2 separate regions of the Mus musculus genome follow, and region 1 is linked to region 2. The links are chromatin contacts, called in public promoter capture Hi-C maps. All regions are on one chromosome and are shown on one strand. Each heading gives the region's core, a stretch centred on a gene start, on an enhancer-like site or on the middle of the called end of the contact. The rest is flanking DNA. Distances are from core to core; before and after follow the strand shown.

Evidence for each region. Capture Hi-C pulls out chosen DNA fragments and counts their contacts.
Region 1: a contact with region 2 is called in a promoter capture Hi-C map of adipose tissue. The contact joins two enhancer-like sites. A contact is called at or near these places in 17 of 39 promoter capture datasets (the 3T3-L1 cell line, 3T3-L1-derived adipocytes, the C10 cell line and 11 more), 2 of 15 datasets of contacts at CTCF or cohesin (embryonic stem cells and large pre-B cells), 56 of 484 Hi-C or Micro-C datasets (the 3T3-L1 cell line, 3T3-L1-derived adipocytes, the C10 cell line and 37 more), 9 of 115 datasets of contacts at active chromatin or transcription factors (CD4 T cells, T-cell acute lymphoblastic leukemia, double positive thymocytes and 5 more) and 5 of 9 other capture datasets (adipose tissue, embryonic stem cells, embryonic tail and 2 more).

Annotation. Positions count from the first base shown.
Region 1 is chr13:73,797,533-73,805,232 of GRCm38.p6, forward strand. It overlaps Slc12a7 (solute carrier family 12, member 7), which reads left to right. Exons shown (of 24, transcript NM_011390.2): 12 at 1-169; 13 at 887-1,005; 14 at 1,411-1,509; 15 at 2,081-2,200; 16 at 2,853-2,957; 17 at 3,396-3,564. Among named protein-coding and RNA genes, the nearest start is that of Slc12a7, 38 kb to the left of the region's middle. Within about 2 kb of position 6,444, at least 114 of the 459 cell types and tissues checked have an H3K27ac peak or open chromatin away from gene starts, as enhancers often do. A contact at or near this core is called in adipose tissue, where this site is marked.
Region 2 is chr13:73,724,506-73,731,267 of GRCm38.p6, forward strand. No RefSeq gene overlaps it. Among named protein-coding and RNA genes, the nearest start is that of Slc6a19, 27 kb to the left of the region's middle. Within about 2 kb of position 3,111, at least 19 of the 459 cell types and tissues checked have an H3K27ac peak or open chromatin away from gene starts, as enhancers often do. A contact at or near this core is called in adipose tissue, where this site is marked.

The DNA of each region.
Region 1 (7,700 bases), core at 5,194-7,693, 76 kb after region 2:
GGAGGCCTTGCAAGGGAACCTGGTCATTGGCATGCTGGCCTGGCCATCTCCCTGGGTCATTGTGATTGGCTCCTTCTTCTCCACCTGTGGTGCTGGCCTGCAGAGCCTGACTGGGGCACCCCGCCTACTGCAGGCCATTGCGCGTGACGGAATCATCCCCTTCCTACAGGTGAGTCCTTCACTCAAGGTGCAGCAGATGAAGCTGGCTGCCCTGGGAAGAGATCATGCAATGTCAGGTCTGGGTGTTTAGGGGCCCCTAAGAGTCTGTCCTGCAGAGCTGGACCGATAGAATGAAGACAGGGGGCCTATGTCCTGCTTTTGGATACTATACTGGTTATCTCACTTTAACTGCTGGACTGAGGGTGCAGGCCCAGGGCAGAGGTTGCCTGGTTGTTACTATAAAGTCCTTTTCCAGTGGGCCATGTTTATCCATTGACCTATTGAGGCCATGTGAAGGATGGCCCCACTGGTGTCAACCATGGATTTGGTGTCCCTGGACCTGGCCTCTAAGGTACAGGATGCAATGAGAGTCCTGGAATGATATCTTCAAAATGTCATAGCCCAATGGCTTAAACCAAAGGAAGTTGTTTTCCAAAAATTCCGCAGACTGGAGACTGCCCACACAAAAGTGATTTGAAGATAGAAAAAAAGAAGAAAAAAAAGGAGGTTTGGGTGTGGCAGGACTGTGCCCTGAGTCTATCTATCTGTGTGGCTTTTGGGTTTTCTTTTGCATACAGCATGGTGACATGTGACTAAAGCTAGGTTTTGCTTGTAAGTTTTGTAAGTTATTCCATGGTTAAGATGTTCCGATGACACTGCCTTGCAGATGGTTCATTCTCACAGGCAGTTTCCAACCCCAGCCCACCTACCTCTCCCCATACTGCAGGTGTTTGGTCATGGAAAGGCCAACGGGGAGCCCACATGGGCCCTGCTGCTCACGGCTCTCATCTGTGAGACCGGTATCCTCATCGCCTCCCTGGACAGTGTGGCCCCCATCCTGTCCATGTGAGTAGCCTGCAAGGACACAGTTTGGAGGGTGTGAGGACTTGGTTACTGTTCCTTCCGATCTGAACATAGGGTAAGGACTAAAGATACATAAAGGGTAGGCACAGAAGGCCAGGTGGCTATGCTGTGGGCACACAGCTGTTGGGCCAGCTGAGGTGAGTGTGGCTGGACAGACAGCTGTTACGGTAGGTGCAATGGCTGTACCTGTGGTAGGTGACAGGGACAGTAAGCATGCGACTTATTCTTAGGGTCCCTCAGCTGCTGTGTAGAGACCCCTAGAGGAGCTCTATTGTGTAAACAGGTTGGGTCTCCCTAAAGAGTGGTAAGCAGTAGATGATAGACAGTGGCAGGATACTACTGTGCCTTCGTGGGTGGTCAGCGGCCTCATTGGCCCTTCTGCTCTAGGTTCTTCCTCATGTGCTACATGTTCGTCAATCTGGCCTGTGCCGTACAGACCCTGCTACGCACACCCAACTGGCGTCCACGCTTCAAGTTCTACCACTGGTAAGGCCTTCTGTGTGGACGCCCCGAGGGACCCACAAACCTGAGCACATGCAATCTGTTCTGGAGGCTGCCTGCTGCTAGGCTTAAAACTGTTTTGGTGGAAGGAGACCCAGTGAAGTCTAGGAGGCCACGGTCCTGTCCTGGCCTCTGACTTATATTTCCTTTCCTGAGTACACGTGTGATTCTTATGTCAGCTTGGTCCTCTCCAGCCAGAAATGTTTGGCAATCCCAGAGCTGCCAGTGTTCTTCAGGCTCCTTTCCAGCACAGTGCTGGCTGGGTGGATGGAGCCCATTCTGTGTTCTGCACGTAGCTGGGTGTCTTGTGCACCCCAGGAGGGAAACAGACAGTTGCACTGTCTCCAGGCTGCAGCTCTGCTGTGCCACAGCAGGATCTCTGGGAGCCATTTCGTATTTCAGGGATGACTGAGTGGCAGACCTGGTTGCCAGGCGTCATGGGCTGATGCTCTGTTCAAGGAAGAGTTGCATAATAGGGAAAGTGCTGTTGGTGAAGCAGGCTTTCAGGTGCCATTTGGGGGCTGTACGGGCCTGTTCTGAACTTCATGTCCGCCAGGACCCTCTCCTTCCTTGGGATGAGTCTCTGCCTCGCGCTGATGTTCATCTGCTCCTGGTACTACGCCCTTTTCGCCATGCTCATTGCCGGCTGCATCTACAAGTACATCGAGTACCGCGGGTGAGTGGCAGCCCCTCAGAAAGCTGTGACTTCACTACCCTGGGGCATGAGTCTGGGTGCTGCTGCTGAGGTCTCATGGAAGTTAGACACCCTGTGAGTCCTAGGTGTCTTGTGTTGTCCCCTAGTCCCAGCCAGGCTGACGTACTCGGGTATATGCTGAATTCCTGCCCGGGAGTTACTGTGCAGAAGCTGGGAAGGGTTTTTGTTTTTTGTTTTTGTTAATTTCATGTGTGTTCTAATTTATTAATAGGCACATCTATGGCTTCCACTGTTGACAGTCTGTTTAAAGGATTTGGCACCTGTCAACCATAGCACTGTCATGTCCCAGGAGCTACGTTAAGAGTTCCATTTCCACCAAGTTACCTTTGTCCTTCCCTGACATTTCTGTCTTCACTCTGGTCCTTGAGACCAATCTAGTTCAGGGCTTCCAAGTCATGATTTCAGCCTCATTCTTCTCTCTGTCCCTGGTGTCCCCAGTGAATGGTACCACAAGGAAGTCCTGCTGCTCGAACCTTTTCATTTTATCCAGTAGCCCTGCTTGTCCTGGGAAGCCCCTTCCTGTTGGGTTTACACACATTGTGACTGTCTCAGCTATGTAAACATTCTTCAAAGTGCTACTGTGACAAGGTGACCTTCCTCTGTACCCATACAGGGCTGAGAAGGAGTGGGGGGATGGCATCAGGGGCCTGTCACTGAATGCTGCCCGCTACGCCCTGCTGCGTGTGGAACATGGGCCCCCACATACCAAGAACTGGAGGTGAGTATGCCCCATAGCCACAGTGCCAAGGTAGCAGAGTGGAGTGGAGACCCTGATCCTGCCAACTGGTTAGCGCTGTCTTGGAAGCTTTTACTCTTGGCCTTCTGAGGAGAGATCTGACAGGGCATCACTGCCAAAGAATGGGAGAATAGCCAGAGGTGGGTCCTGGATATCCAACAAGCCACCAGCAGTATGGATTGGAGGCATGCTCCTCTACGGGAGTTTCCTCTGTTCTAAGGCCAACCTTAGCTGGGACACCTGAAGCCTCAGACACAAGGTCCTACCGGTCCCATCTGCCCCACCTGTCCTTCTTATTCCACCTGGTCTTCCTAGGATGTCTGTCTACTTGCTCTCCCATCTCTATCCCATCTGGCTCCATGAGCACGGGAGCCCTGTGTGTGGCCATTGTAACTCCTGTCCCTGCCTATCCTACCACAGGCCCCAGGTGTTGGTGATGCTGAACCTGGACTCGGAGCAGTGTGTAAAGCACCCCCGCCTGCTGTCCTTCACCTCTCAGCTGAAGGCTGGCAAGGGCCTGACCATCGTGGGATCTGTGCTAGAGGGCACCTACTTAGACAAGCATGTGGAGGCCCAGAGGGCTGAAGAGGTAGGCAGGCAGGTGGAGTGCAGAGTGAGTGAGGTCCGGGTTGCAACCACCTAAGAAGAGCTGAGCCACGGCCTGCATCTCGAGGCTTAGGGGCACGATTTTTACACGTGCCGTTCCTGGTTTCTGTCAGGGTGGCTACTGAGTCTGAAAGGATCAGAAGTAAGATTTGAAGAGATGAGATGTGTGATCTCCTGAGACAGAGGGGCAGTGACAACTGCCATGGGACTGGATCCCTGAGGGCCCCTGTGTCTAGCCTTGGCACTTTGTTCCTGGTGTCTGTTATAGCTCCCTGTGCACCCCAGCACCTTCTAGTAGGTAGAGATTGTTGGGTCATGAGTCTGTGTGCGCTGGGCTGTGGTGGCGCACACCTTTAATCCCAGTACTTGGGAGACAGAGACAGGCGGATTTCTGAGTTGGAGGCCAGCCTGGTCTATAGAGTGAGTTCCAGGACAGCCAGGGCTACACAGAGAAACCCTGTCTCGAAAAAAACCAAAACCAAACAAACAAACATGAGTCTGTGTGCTGTCAGATGTTCTGATCCTTTGGATAAGAGGTGAGTAACCAGAACCTCCTCCTACAGCATACTGGAGCCATCTCTGATGCCTGCTGCCCACAATTTGCTGGTCCTGTAACTCCTGGGCTTCTTCTACACAGGCTTTCTTATTTCTCTGTGATCAGTTGTGACAGGAAACCTCCAGCCCAAGCAGAAACAGAACAAATAGTGTCACCAGTTTCTCATGTCCATCTACAGCCTCTGCTGTCCTCACAAGGCCAGGCAGGGTCCTGCCACCTCCAGTGTTCAGCTACCCAGATTGTCAGAAACCTTTTTTACTCCTCTCTCTATATTTGTGGATCTTACCTAAGGCTCCATCGTAGCTGCCGTGTCTTGGTGTCACCCTTTTCTCTGGAGGGGTTGATCAGCGAGCATTTTTCTTATGGCTATCCTTATCTGGTCTTGCTTGTGCGTTCAGGCTTCCTGCTGTCTGTGTGTCTCTAAGCTGCATCCCAATTTCTGAGTCCAGTCCATTCTGGGTGGACTGTGGAGTGGACTCTGTGGAGTGTATTCTGAGGACTGACTGTGGGCATTGGTGGTAATGACTATTGATAACTCTGGTCTGGAGTGACAATCTTGTGGCTTTTTCAGTGATGACATTACTTGCCCGGCCTGCCTGTCAGGCAGCTTTGAGATTCGGCAAGATCAAAGAGGACAAGAGAAGAGATGGATCGTTTTCTTGCTCCTCCAAAAGAACCAGCAGTTGCCCCTTAGAATGTGGAGCCTCCGATCCGAACCCTGGCTGCTGCTGACTGCAAACCCACGAATTTAAACATCATAGCTCTAGTCCTTACGGATGGGTGGTTTTCTGTCTTGTCCTTTGGTGTCTGACCTGTAGCTGGTCTGAGGGGCATTTTGTTATGGGAGAGAGAGTGGCTCTGTCTTGGAGGTGCTCTTGTTTTTATCTGTGATATTTCTTGGGTACAAAAAAGGCCAGCATCTGCTTTAAGCAATGGTATGCTCATGTCCTTTCCTGGTGTCTCCTCTACACTTTAGAGGGGATCTCTGGAGTTAAGGCCACCCTTTGGACAGATTCGAAGGGTGTGCATGGACTCTTGTTTGTTATCTGATGTCACTGGCAGAACATGGGGAAAGGTATTTGTGTTGAAGTGAGTGCCTGCTGGGGACCCTCTGACTCTGGTTTCAATCTCCATTCTGATAAGAAATGAGAAGAGTATCTGTGGCCGGGCGTGGTGGTACATGCCTTTAATCCCAGCACTTGGGAGGCAGAGGTAGGTGAATTTCTGAGTTCGAGGCCAGCCTGGTCTACAAAGTGAGTTCCAGGACAGCCAGGGCTACACAGAGAAACCCTGTCTCAAAAATCAATCAATCAATCAATCAATCAATCAATCAATCAAACAAACAAACAAAAACCAAAGAGTTCCTGTGGCTATCTCATGTATGTCTGTTAGATTAATTTATATTCTGTAGTGCTGGGGTGGGACCCAGGACCCCATATGTGCTAGACAAGTGCTCACTCAGCCACTGAGCCACACTCAAACCCTGGTTGGATGATTTTAATCTCTATTTGCTTTTAGGCAGAAGGTTCTAAAGAATCTGAATCAGGAACATGTGTTGAGAAACAGAAGCCAAGTATTCGCCTCTCCTGGTACCCATAGGAAAGGTTTAGCATTGGAATTAGTCATTTTTATTGATCAGCAAAAGCCAGAAGGAGCTGCCCAAGGGTCCACCTGCCCCTCCTGCCTGATGGAGCTCTGCCCTTTAGTCGGACTATCAGTAGTAATATTAAACGAAGACAGTTTGGGAAAGCCATTCATTTTAAGTGATCAGAGCTTGTGTAAGAAGCTTGTTCTGGGCATTTCCTTACTATGTCAGGGTTAATATCACTTTCCCTCTACTGCAGCATTTGCATGAAAGGGCTTGAGGGTTTGAGTCACCCTATCCTTCCCTAACTAAGGGTCCTGTCTTCCTCTTCTGTGAGGTTTCCCTGCCCACAGTGGCTTTGGCAGATGTGCCAACTTCTTATCTGGACCAGATTCCTGCCTGGTCAGGGCTCTGTCCTCTAAAACCTTAGGCTGGGCAGGCGATTCTCTAGCAGTAAGGCAAAAACTAAGATCCAGCTCCAGCTCTTTGGGTCTAGCCTGGGGAAAGCAATGTTGCAGCCTTTGTCAGGGACACAGGCATCACAAAGCCAGGGCAGGGGTGTGTAGGTACCGTGTACGGTAGGCATATCCTTCTGGTCAGTCCTCCGCAGTGTTCCTCTGTGCTGTGACCTTTAGCCAGCTTCAGCCCATAGGAGGACAGAGTAGCCCTGCCACACACATGCCATCGAGCTGAGTCAGCCTCTCCAGTACTTCTCCTATGAAACCCCCATCATGGGCACTGTCCTTCCTGCCTGGGAGCAGCTGTGTCCCTGTGACCACGCCTCCCGCCTGGGCTGCCTCTCAATCACTGGCATGTTCCCCTTTTAGGACAGTGTGTTTAGATTGTTTCTGAATTACGCAGAATTCTATAAGTGGAACATGTTCCTCTTGTGAGCCTGGTCTACCCTAGATGGCTGGCTGGTGGTTGGTGGAGGTGAACACAAAGCAAGGGTAGAGGTGAAAGGATGGCTGGGAACCGTGTGTATTGTCAGTACAGCTTTAGTTGTGGAACTGTAGTGCAGGGCAGTCATTGTGGGACCAATATAGGAGGCAGTCGAAATCAGGCAAAGGAGGGAGAATAGTGAGTCTTGTGACCAGTGGAGCAAACCTAGACTAGGTGAAGTCTAAATTTGAGGTATGGGCAGAGTGGGCTCAAATCACTTTCTCCCTCTTCTGGCTTTGCTGGGGGGGGGGGGGGCTCCAGGCATTCCTAGGCTTAGCCTGTCTCCACATGGCTGCCTTCCTTCTCAGATCTCTCTTTCCTCCGTCTTGTCTGAGTTACTTGTTACTGAGTTCAGGGTCCCATTGAACAGTTAGGATACTTTTTCCAAATAAGGCCATGTTTCCCCATTTTGGCTGTAGCACGGTCAAAACGAACCCCTCTTGGGAACACCATTCAACCCGTCACTGTCCTCGTTCCCCAAACACATCTCCCTCCCACGCAACTACATTCGTTGCACTGCAGTCTCCAAAGTTGTAAGCATCAACAAGTCTGGACCTCGTCACAGGCCACACCGAAACGGACTCCTCTCTGTGCTTATTACCAAGAGATGTGGAAAAACGTTTGCCTGACGGTGACCACATGGTCTTCCTGATCTAAAAGGGAGAGCGAGCGCAAAGGCATGAGGGTCACCGTCCACATAAGTGTGAAGTCTAGTAGGGCTGTTCCTCTAGGTACCATCAGATACCCTGCACCCAACAGGACCTAGTAGGCTGCCTGCTGTAGAAGGACAGCATCCCTAGGCTGTTGACTCGTGAATGGTGTGTCCTGAGTCGTAGCGTACAATCTCTCTCTCCATTGTCCCTAAGCAGCTCTGGGGAGGGAAGAGCTGTCCTGGTAGATGCCTGACATAGTGATGGAATGACGGGAGTGGACAGGTGTGGAGACTGACATGGTGGCTTGTCTGATAGCCCTTACTGGAGCATTCCATTCCCTCAAAGGCTGTTAAAGTCGGTCCATGAAGCATGGCCCATGAGTG
Region 2 (6,762 bases), core at 1,861-4,360:
CCACTGCTCAGTAAACCCAGGCAATGACCCAGCCACCTTCACTGACCACACCGTGTCTCCCATAGGTAGACCCATCCTGAACAGACCTTGCCTGATCCCACCAGCACCCATACCCCACTCTGACCAAGTTCCTTTTCACAGTCACTGGGAAAATGCCACCACATCGTGTAGGTGCTGAGCAAGAGCAGAGAGGGGCAGCTGAGATGCTCCAGCACCTCTTAGAAAGACAGGAGTTGGGGCTGGCTCAGAGGGTAAGAGCACCTTCTGCTCTTCCAGAGGTCCTGAGTTCAATTCCCAGCAACTACATGGTGGTTCACCCTCATGAAATACCTTCTTCTGGTGTGTCTGAAGACAGCTACCATGCACTCATATAAATAAAATAAATCTTAACTGAAGATTTTGACTTTTGAGAGAGAGGAAGAGAGACAGAGACAGAGACAGAAACAGAGACAGAGCGCACTGACTGCTCTTCCAGAGATCTTGAGTTCAATTTCCAGCAGACACATGGTAGTTCACAACCACCTGTAATGGGATCTGATGCCCTCTTCTGGTGTGTCTGAAGACAACAACAGTGTACTCATACAAAATAGATAAATAAATCTAAAAAAAGAAGGAAGGAAGGAAGGAAGACAGACAGGCGGACAGACAGAAGTTTATAGCTAGGACTGTGATACATCAAGAAAACATTTGGGATGTTCTAACTGACCCTGGCCACATACATCTACAAGGTTATATCTTTTTGCCAGTCTCATGAATGAGAATATATATATATATATATATATATATATATATATATATATATATATAGTGTGTGTGTGTGTGTGTGTGTGTGTGTGTGTGTGTGAAAGTACCTTTTATTCACCTGATATAATTGACTCAGAGGCTTACTGAGTCTGCCTAACCTAGTCCTAATCGTGGAAGCGTCTAGCCTCCGTAAACCTTATCTAGTCCTAGAGTGTTTTCAGTCTCTGAGACTTGCGGCTGAACATGCTCACCACTTCCTACTTCTTTCTGATCTCTGACTGGCTGATTTAACTCAGCCATTCTGCCTCAGACTCCTCTCCACGCTGACTGAGTCTATCTGACTTTTTTCTTGCCTTCTCCTGAATTGATCTGCTTGGCCTCACACTGACTTTGGCAGTATGTTCTAATCTTCTAGCTCCTTCCCATTCTCTGGCTCATCCCATCTTCACCTGTGTCTAGCTTGTTCTCTCTCTGCAACATGTTTCTGTACAACTGTCTGGTAAAACTGCCTCCCTTCTCTCTCTGCACTGCTCTCTCTTAAGTAGCCTTTCTTTTCACTCTGCTCTCGTGACAGGCATATCCTATTGTCTAAGCTCTCTCTAATTCATCACTTTTCTGCTTTTTAATTAGACATCACTTTCAAACACGGGTGCTTCCTTCTACAAACTAACTTTACTTTCATTATTTGGGATTAAAGGTGTGTGCTAAGAGTGTGTCTGTATTGCAGCCAGAGGGATTAAAGGTGTGTGCTAAGAGCCTGTCTGTATTCCAGTCAGAGTAGCCATGTTGTTGGATTAAAATCCTTGTACAATACCAAAAGAAAAACTACCTGTAGGCTATAGGGATACCCACCCAGAACTCATTTGAACATAGCCTGTCTCTGTTCCAATGCTCAGGAAAGCTCAGGCCCCTACCTGCTGTGGCCCCCGTAGCTGGTAAGAATCTTCTGGAGGCAGAAAGGAAGGAAGCACCAGCTCTCCTGGGCCTCCTTCATGGCCAAGTGTCAGATACAACCAAGATACTAGCTGACTCCTTCCAGTGTCTCAAGAATGAATGTGTTCCATTGGTTTGACTCTAAGTTTAGAGCTCATTTTAAAGAGAAGTTTAGAATTACAGAATTTAGTGGACAGAACAAGGCAGATCCCACTTGTCTGTCTCCCCCACCTTTTCCCCATTGTTCCAGTGAATTCACAGAAAAAAGCCACACCTTTGATAAATATTCGAAATGCTATTTAGCTGACTAAAGTGTCTTGAGTTTTGGAGATTTGGAGTGTTGTAGCTCTGGAGTCAAATTATCCTGGGCTATCTTTTTTTTTAAAAAAAAAACATTGTTTTCTTTTACTTTTAAGATTTTATTTATTTATTATATGTAAGTACACTGCAGCTGTCTTCAGACACACCAGAAGAGGGAGGGCATCAGATCTCCTTACAGAAGGTTGTGAGCCACCATGTGGTTGCTGGGACTTGAACTCAGGACCTTCAGAAGAGCAGTCGGGTGTTCTTACCCGCTGAGCCATCTTACCAGTCCCTGGGCTATCTTTAATATGCTTAATACTTAGTTACTCACCACCTCTGTGTCACACATAATGTCCTTATGACTATTAGATAAATTCTTGCAATGTGTCACTTTAGCAGACCACTAGCTTTCACCAACCCAAAAGCTAAGAATGTCATCAGATAACATCTAAGACTTCTGGTGGCGATCTCCCCCCCCCCCCCCCCCAGTTTTCTATACATCCTGTATCTGAACCAATGTATTTGGGAAATGCCTTGATTTATGACCGTATTTGTAACTAAAAAGCTTTGTGAAACCATTTCCTCATTGGTGCCTGGTGTTTTGGGGTTCTGGGGCTGTGGTCATTCATGTTTGGCTCAAGTGTAAACTCTGCTTCCCTTTGAGCTATGTACTACCTTCTGTGCAATGCTGAGCGACAGGAACATACCAGTATCAGCTTGGGACCATCTAGCTTTTACTTACTCTCCCTTCCACTTGGAACTGGGAGTAGTGACAGTGAGAGGAGTTAGGAGGGGCTGCTCTGCCTCTCTCAGCATCCCAGGTCAACAAGGTACTTTCAACACTGCCACCAGCACAAAATGAGAGTCTTGGAACAAGGAGATGAGGTCCAAGACTTCCAGGAGAGGTGTCTCAGTGCAGGCACCTCCCATGAGCCTTGGAGATACAGATCTCAGAATACCGTTTCCAGAAGAGGAGGCCAAAATCAAAGGAAATCCCGTAGAAGCACATGTTAAGCAAGGATGCCATTTTAAGTGGAATTTCCCTTTTCTGTCCAGAAAGCCTTAGTCTGGTCCAGGGCAGAGCAGATTGCCTTTTCCTTTCTACTCTGCTCCGGAGGGGCCAATTGTTTTTCTGGGAATTCAGGGTTGGCAGCAGGGTGTCCTAAAACCCTTAACTGACTGGAGCTGGTTACTGTGGGAACGGAGCCTTGGGGGAAGGCTGACCTCCTGCTGGGTGAGCACATCCAGGAATTGTTATAGTAGGTGGCAAGTTCCAAAACTGACAAGGATCTGTGAATATTTACAACATGTTCACGCAAACCTTCTGCTGGCTGGGATTTGGTCCACCTTAATACCTAGGGTGCAGGGTGGGGACTGGACAATGGACAAGAGAGTTGGCAGGATCTCCCTATCTGCACTGTATCAGTGTGAAGCAACAGCTTCTGCTCTCACCACCCCTCAAGCAACTAACCAGACAGCCTCCCCTGGGACCCTGGCTCACACCAGATCTGCAGCCTCTGGCTCACAGCTCTGGCTGATCTTCCCCTGTGGAGAAGAGATGCTTCAGGGCCTAAGAACAGTTGACAGCATCTCCCTGGTCAGGTGGATGGTGATGAAAGTCTCTGACCAGGCATAATCCTTCTGTCCTGGGGAGACCATGACCATGGGCAAGCTTCAAACTTCCTGTGATTGTCATCTAGGGTCTCCTTGTTCAGGGTCAGACTTCTTTACCAACACTTGATTAGGTGTAGACATGACACAAAATCTCCATTCAGAATAGTGAATGGGGGACCCAAAAATGAACAAGGTCTACCTAAGCATCCAAACTCTCCTGCCCTCATCTGGACAGGGCTTGCGATATTTGTCACCTACTGTAGTTGCAGCCAAACACAAAGACCCTCCCAAAATGGGCACCAATGAGACTGACTTCCTAGAGCTGGACTGGGTCTGGGGGAACCAGCATTTCAATCCATGGGCCACATCTCTAACCTATCCATTGGTAACTGTCTTACTGCCTCCACATTCCACTCAGGAAAGCCCACCCTATGAAAGCCCTAAGACACCCCCCCAAGCCCAAAAGGCTCTGTCCTGTGTGGTAGGTGGGACACCTGTCATCTTATAGAGAGGTAGCTGGTTACAGCCTTGTCTCTCTGCCCACACTTCTCAGTCTCTATATTTTTGTTTCTCTGACATCTCTCTATGACTTCCTTTCTCTGACTCTCCCACCTTCCTGCCTTTTGATCACCCAGGCTTCCTTGAAAACCCTTTCCTGGCAGAAGGAGACACACCCTGGAACACTCCCCAACTCCAGGGATAAGATTAGATATGCTCCCTGAGTGAGGTCAGAGGAGCCTGGCTCTGATTCTGGTGACCAGGCCAGCCCTGGAGTCCTGCTCTATCAAGGTCTCTCTGAAATAAGTTGAAATAGATTCATTCTGTAGTTGCCCACTTGGGGACAACTTCTGGAACAGCCTAGTTCACAACTCTTCATGGCTTTCTCTAAAATGAGAACTTGTGGGCTTCACCTCCCTTTGGGCAATGTCCCTCTCCCTCCCTCTGCTGCCACTGAAAGTGTCATCTTCCCTTGTGGCCCCAGAGATGCCTGATGCCTTTTCAAAAGTTCCTGAAGCCTCTGTCAGCTCTCTTAGTAGCCTGGGCAGTGATCATACATGCCTTAGTGTCTTTTTAACAGTAGAGAGGCCACTGCCCAGTATGGTAGGTAGGACACTCTAGTGGATCCTTAGGACATACAAATGTTGACAGGCTGGATTTCTGTGTCCAGGGCCTGTGGCTGATTGGGGAATGGAGAGGCCTCCTTGCTTGTGAAGTCTCATGACAAAGTGTTCCAGATCTGCTACTTGCTTTCATCTGAGTCACCGCCATGCCCTCTGCCTCCTGTGCCTCTCATGGTGACATTCAAGGTTCATCCAAGTATCCATGCATTGGCACCTCTAGTTTGGAGAGGCCTCTAGAGTCCTGACCTGACAAAAAGGGTACTATCACATGGCCAGGGGAATGTCTTCCTGATCAAGGCTCAAAATGCTCTGTACAGTAGGAGGTACCCTTCAGAAAAGACAAACTGAATGGACAGAGTGGGTGTAAGGGATTAATGGTATGATCTATGGAACTCTGAGAAAAGTATGCCGCTTGCAGGGTTAAGTCAGACCTCACCTAACAGCCAAAAAATTGCAGAAGCTATAAATAGTCGGCTGGCCATCGAGATTGGGATTACAATTATAGACCAGGAAAGTGTGGCACTGAGGCCATGTCTGTGTTGGGAGGACAATGTCTTATCATCAATGTTTTCTTTATTTACTGATACATAACAGAGACAACTTATTGAGAGCTGGGTATGGTGGCCCATGCTTGTCCCCTCAGTCACTGAGGACTGCCAAGGATTCAAGGCTACCCTGAGCTATAGATTTTGTTCTAGACCAGCCTGGGGTATAACATGAGCCCACACTTACAATTCAGATGGAGGACAGAAGAATGAACAAGCTAAAAGAAGCAATAACTGTGGAAACCCTCTGACAAATTGGAGGAGACGCTGGAGAAGCTCTCTGTTTCCTCGGGACTATGCTCTATCCTGTGCCCTGCCTCCCACTTGACACCATGTTCTCTACCTGTCTCCGACTTACTGCCTGTGCCTTCTCTGAACTCTGTCACCTCCCTTTTCTATCCTCACCCCATTTACTGTTCAAAATTGGGGTTTTATGTAAAGCAGATTCCATTTCCCTGTTTGTCATTGTACAAAGTCACTAGACTTTTCTCTTGTGCGGGACCAACTGAATTCCCCATGGGTTAGTCCTGTCTGGCCCCAGCCTAGATGTGCCCAAGGCCCACAGAAGCATTTCCAGGAACCTGGACTCTGGCTTCGGGATGCTCCCTATGGAAAACTCCTGGCTGTGAACCATTTGAGTATGTGCCCCATGGAAAACTCCTTAGCACTGGCTGTGAGCAGTTTGACTAATACTTGGGACACTTGCAAGCAGAGGGATATGGTGAGTTAGAGGTTGTGTCCAGAAAGGATAGATCTGGGCTACTTTTTTTTCTTTTCTTTTTTTGGTTTTTTCGAGACAGGGTTTCTCTGGTTCAGTTTCCCAAGTGTTGAGATTAAAAGTATAAGCCATCACACCTGGTAGCAAGACTCATCTTGAATATGGGTGGCACCACCAGCCCACGGGCTGCAATACCTCACTTTATAAAATAGTAGGAGTCAGCCAAGCACCGACACTCATTTCTCTGGAGGGCTCAACGTGACCAACTGCCTCATGACATCATCATCACGACTTCCCACTGCAATAGGCTGTGTCCCTTCCTAAGCCATGAACCAAAACAAGCCTTTCCTATCTTAGGTTGCTTTTGTCAGATATTAAGCAACAAGCTTAACATGTAATAGTTACTCAATAAGTAACCAATACATGTCAACTTTAAAATATGATCCAGAAGTTCATCTTGGGAGAAAGGGCCAAGAATGACCTTGGAAAACTGAAGGAGATTGATTGGAGGAGAGCCTCTTCCTGCAGGGACAGGATCCCGAGAAGATGTCTGTGCATGTGAGAGAATTCCCACCCTGGTTGGCTTTCCCTTCTCTGGCTGCCAGGCAAATGGAGGTGGGTGGTGAAACTAACTTCCTAAGAAAGACACCCTGGTTTTCAAAAGAGAAACTATCTTTCTCCTGAGCTGGATACATCTTGGAGAGGCTTCACACATCACTCACAGTACTAGATGCAACATCCAGGCTACAGTATAGGTGGGAGCAGCTAATTGACCTTCTCCTGT